Linked DNA regions of Capra hircus: region 1 is linked to region 2. The links are chromatin contacts, called in public Hi-C maps. All regions are on one chromosome and are shown on one strand. The core of a region is the stretch at or near the end of the contact, and the rest is flanking DNA. Distances in the headings are between cores, read along the strand shown.

What was found. Hi-C and Micro-C count contacts between places; a contact is called where the count stands out from the background.
Region 1: a contact with region 2 is called in a Hi-C map of blood, with 4 times the contacts expected there. The contact joins two enhancer-like sites. A contact is called at or near these places in 4 of 5 Hi-C or Micro-C datasets (blood and liver).

The regions. Positions count from the first base shown.
Region 1 is chr14:38,768,631-38,771,330 of ARS1.2, reverse strand. All of the region lies in intron 1 of TPD52 (tumor protein D52), which reads right to left. Among named protein-coding and RNA genes, the nearest start is that of MRPS28, 52 kb to the left of the region's middle. Within about 2 kb of position 1,435, at least 1 of the 5 cell types and tissues checked has an H3K27ac peak or open chromatin away from gene starts, as enhancers often do.
Region 2 is chr14:38,608,893-38,611,592 of ARS1.2, reverse strand. No RefSeq gene overlaps it. Among named protein-coding and RNA genes, the nearest start is that of TPD52, 76 kb to the left of the region's middle. Within about 2 kb of position 1,367, at least 1 of the 5 cell types and tissues checked has an H3K27ac peak or open chromatin away from gene starts, as enhancers often do.

The sequences.
Region 1 (2,700 bases), core at 186-2,685, 160 kb before region 2:
CTGCTTAATAATTCTTCTAGCTGTGCAAACAGATTGACAACCTGTCTTCAACTGCACACTTGGGATCACCCTAAAGAATTTCACCTGGGGAGAAGAGCCTGGACTCTATGCACAGGCAAACTGTTGGGAGATCCACTCCCAAGAAAGCAATGGAGACGAACCAGGAGGAGCGCTCCTTTAAGTCCCAAGACACAATGTTTTCTTCTACGTTTTATGTCTTCTTACTGGAGATCATTGTACAACCAACTGGCTAAGTGGTCCTTGTGGTATCATTGTTTATCACCTGCCTCTAAATGTGCAAACCTAGAATACAAGGTCCTAATGTCACACCCTTATCTTTACACCTCAGGACTCGCAGCACCCAGAATAAAGCAAATGTTTGTAAATAGTTCATTGGAACTGGCTTATTCGTTAAAGATTTGTTCAAAGTAAGTTTCTCTTTTCTCTCCTCCCCTCCCTATGCCCCATGCATAGCCATCCATTTGCCACTTATTTCCTAAAATTTCAACCAGGGAAGAAACTAGTTTTTTAAATAAAAATTTAGAACCTACCATTAAAGCTAAGCCAGAACTGAGAGCTTGGTGGGTACCTCTCTGCTCAGTGTAGTTTAGGTGCAGCCCAGGCCACCCCAGAATGGAACCCCTCACCTAAGCAGTTCTCTCTTCCATCCAGTTCTTCATCTTTGATTTTTTTCCAGTTAAAGTCAACTGTTCCCCTTCAAGCCTTTCTATGATTGTTACTTAAAACTTTTACAATCATCTTCACACAATTTTAAATCTGAAAATAATTTTGGATCATTTAAATTCAAACACTTCATTGTGTAAACATAGGAAACACAGGGCAGAGATTTTTAAAATCAGATGACGTTGTGGGTTGACTTGCATCTGCCCCAAAAAAAGATATATTCTGCTTCCAACTCCCAGGACCCATAACGATGTGTTTTTATTTGGCAACAGGGTCTTTGCAGGTGTAATCAAGATGACATCATACTGGGCTGGAGGGTGGAGTGGGCTCTAACCCAATGGCTGGTGTCCCTACAAGTAAAAGGAAGTTTGGATCAGTGACCCGGAGAGAACACTGTGTAAAGATCCAGAGCACACAGAGACAGAGGGAGCACCCGGTGTGATGCGGCCGGGCAGAGACTGGAGGGATGTAGCGCCAGCCAAAGCAAGCCAGGGGGCTTCCCTGGTGACTCAGTGATAAAGAATCTATCTGCCAATGCAGGAGGCGTAGGTCCAGGATCTACACAGATCTCTGGTCCAGGAAGATCACACATGCTGCCGAGCAACTAAGCCCTCGCACCACAACTATGGAGCCTGTGCTCTAGAGGCTGGGAGTCCCAACTACGGAGCCCACCCGCCACAACTGCTGAAGCCCGCATGCCCCAGAGCCCGTGCTCCACAAGGAGAGAAGCCACCGCAATGAGCAGCTCACACACCGCAGCGAGAGCCCGTGCTCCACAAGGAGAGAAGCCACCGCAATGAGCAGCTCGTGCACCGCAGTGAGAGAGTAGCCACCCACTCCCTGCTGCTAAGGAAAAGCCCAAGCAACAGCGAGACGCAGCACAGCCAAAATAAATAAACTGTAAAAAATTTAAAAAAGACAGGCGTTACCAGCAGGAAGCTAGGAAGAGGCAAGGAAAGATTTCCCTGCAGGTGTCAGAGGGAGCATGGCCCCGCCAACAGAGGTAATATATTTCTGTCATTTTAAGCCCCTCAGTCTGGAGCACTTCGTCATGGTAGCCCCAAAGAACTGAGCCCCAGGAAACTGAACCCCAAACCCATTACCTGTTTAAAAAATAAAAAGGAAATAATACCATCTAGCTCTCTGGGTTTTTATAAGAATGTTTTAAAGGGTCATGAAATAAAAGGTGGGCACATACTCAATGTTTGATGAGTACCTGCTGTGACTTACTTTCCTGGTCCTACAAGTCATCCTGGCTACTTCCTCTCCTCTTCTCTGCCATGAAGCTTGCCCCACAGGGCTCACTTCCTCACCTCCCATCACTCTCCAAGCCCCTCGTCCCCCTTCAGCTAAGGACAGCTCTCCATCAGGATCTCATGGGACAGCTCCAAGCTGCCCAGACTGAACCTCACTCAGAAGTCTCTGGTCCCCTGACCCCTCCCCGCCCCCTCGCCCTCCCTAGGTTTTCTTCCTGCCTCCCTGAGATGTGGCTCCATCTCCCTCTCTGCAAGCCCACTTCACGCCCCACCTCTGATCCCACCCCACGCAGGCTGTCACCATGCTTTGCTTATAGATTCTTGCCCCAAAGCTCCGCGTTGGTTGCTGTCTCCTCCACTCCAATCACTATCCTGCCACCAGAGTGCGCTGTCTGAAACGTGTCTCAGACTAGGGCACTCCTTGCCTTCAATTCCTGTATGGCTGCCCACCCCCTAGGAAAGCTCACTGCTCCTGACAATCTGGAGCCCACCGACTCCACTTCCTGCTCCTGTCCTCATTGCCACTCGAGGCTCTCATTGCATCGTCCAAACTGCAGTTCCTCTAGGGAATCATGTTTTACTGATTTTTTTTTTTTTTAAGGAATGTATTAACACAAAGGGTAAGATAAAGTAAATGGCTTCCCACGTTATTTTTCCCAATTTTTTTATTATGGTAAAATATATAGCATACCATTTACCATCTTAACCATCTGTTAATAATTTAATTTTTTAAACAACAAAAACATTGTGTATTGGGGTA
Region 2 (2,700 bases), core at 118-2,617:
GTGCCTCCAGGACTTCCTCAAACCATTCTTTCCCCAGTCTTGTTCACCTGGCCTGCTTACCCCTACTTACCCCAGGTTTCTGAACCACTACTGGTTAGTGCCGCTGGCTCTTCAAAAACCCTGGACTGAATAAATGAAACATCTTAGGAAGAAACATCGTCCATGACATTAGCAATACACGTCTGCAGCTCAGGATACTGAGATAGCAAGGTACTAAGTTCCTAATAGGGGCTTCTCTGATGGCTTAACAGTGAAAAATCTGCCTTCAACGCAGAAGACAAAGGACATCCCTGCATGGTTTGATCCCTGGGTGGGGAAGATCTCCTGGAGGAGGAAATGGCAACCCACTCCAGTATTCTCACCTGAAGAATCCCATGGACAGAGTAGCCTGGTGGGTTACAGTCCACAGGGTCGCAAAGAGTCGGACATGAATGAGAGACAGCATGAGCTTACAAGTCCCTAACAGATCTACATTAAAAGACCCGTGATGATAACACGGCAGAGAAAATGAAAGCTACAGTCATTTGGAAACATAAGGACCTTATGAGAGAGGGAAAAGTGCCGTTTCGCAGAGCTTGTGCTCTTGAACACATCCTGGACAGCTTACTGTATCTAATGCAAAACCCAGTGATAAAGAAACTACTTAAAAACAGGAGGAAACTCTCAATCCTGGGGTTGAGGATTCATATAATGAGACGGGGGTGGGGAGGAGGTGGGGGGAGGAGAACTGTGCAAAAGCACAACCCACCAAGCTTTGCACAGAAAAGATCTTACCAGGGGAACCCCATGTGAGATCAGGCTGTAATTCAGTTTTTTCTCAGTAACATCTTACGGACCGCTTTCCTCAAGGATAACTGCAGGATGCAAGCATATAACCCTGTAGGGGGTAGGGAAGACTGGTAGGGTAAAGTGTTGGCGTTATCGGCCCACGTCATTTTTCAAAATCACTTTAGAGTCTGCTCTGGTTATTTTATGTTTCCTAATGGGCTATTTTTTTCAAAAGGCTTGTAGCCATTTTCAAATTCAATAACAGTCCATTAAATAGCATCAGGCTTTGGGGAAGGAAAGCAGCCGGCAGGGATAAAAAGAGGGAGGCTGGGAGGACAGAGGCAGTGGGCGCTTCCGCAGTGGTCACTGTAGTCCACGGCGACACCGCTGCACCCAGGGCCTGCATGTTAATAATGCGGTTCCCCCTTGGCATCTGCGAGCCCGAGAAGAGCTAGGTTTTAAAGTCAGCTGGCAGCTGGGCTCGTCCAGAGGAGCAGCTCCTTTCTGATGAAGCCCAGTTGTAGGATGCACAGTCATCTTGGCTGGTTGGAAATTACCGTAAATTCTTTACGACGTAATCTGTGGTGGTTTCAGCCGCCGCGCTCACTGGCAGCCCGCGAACCCGCGCCTGGCCCTTGGAGGAGAAAAGCAGTGGGTGTGAGGAAACACATGTCCTTTCCGGCTTCCGAGGGGAGTGAGGAAGCAACAAGCTGGCCGGGAGAAGCTCTGACAATGTGAGGAGCCTGCCGTGGACATTCCGAGGGGATGGCAACATCCTTCCGACCTCAGACACAAAGAGCAGCTTCTTCCTCTAGGAGGTGATGCAGTGTTCCCTGCCCTTCAGATGACTCGGCGAGACGCAGACCACAGAACTCTCTCCCGGGCTTCTCTTCCCATTTTCTTGGAAACGATGGTTTACTGTGAAAGTACAAGGAAGTCCACACATCCTCTAAAGTGATGAGATTCCTATAATAAAAAAAGCTAAAAAAAATGTCTTGGATGTATTAATATAAGAGCAGTATAAGCCTCATGGATAAATACACTGCCTCCCACAGCTAGAATTGAAGGATCTTTGCTTGCTTTTTCTCTCTTAAGGGTACTCAGAAAGATCAAGGACCATCAGACTCTGAGAACCCACATGCATACCATGTGTGTGCCCTGCTTGAGACACTTGGGTATTATAAACAACTCTTGCAGTGAAATTGAGATGTTGACTGACAGAACACGCCAGTTAGGACATCCTACGCTGATCGTCCATCTTCCTCTTTTCCTGGGCAGCCTCAGGAGTGAAGAGAGATAGGCTTTGGATTCAGGAAGGCAGAAAATTAAATCCTAGCCAGCTTGATTGCTCCCTCTCTTCTCTCCCTAACAAGTGAATTCAATGGGCCTCAAGTTAAATACTTTACCTCTCAAAGCCCGTAGAGTGGGAGTGATTATATATATATACATATCAAAAATTACGTAAAAATACAAAAATATTCATCAATATAAAATACATACTGTATATACTATATATTATTTTTGGAGTGACAATATTATCTCACAGGATGATTGGTAGTTATTTTTATTGGAGATTAATTGCTTTGCAAGTTGTGATGGTTTCTACTGTACAGCAGCGTTAATCAGTCATAATTACATATATATATATATATATATATTTCCCCTTCCTCTTGAGCCTCCCTCCCACCCCCGCATCTCACCCTTAGGTCATCACAGAGCACCAGGCTGAGCTCCTTGTGCTACACAGCAGCTTCCCGCTAGCAAACAGGGTAGTGTGTATATGTGAATGCTACTCTCTGTTAGATTGGTAGTTTTAAATGATGTGATCACTCTTCCCCCAGTTTCTGGTTTTATTTTCTTGACAGTGATTCTCACTGCCTGAAATTACCGGAGTGCTTGTTTATTTTCTGTCCACTGCTCCTGCTCTGCCTC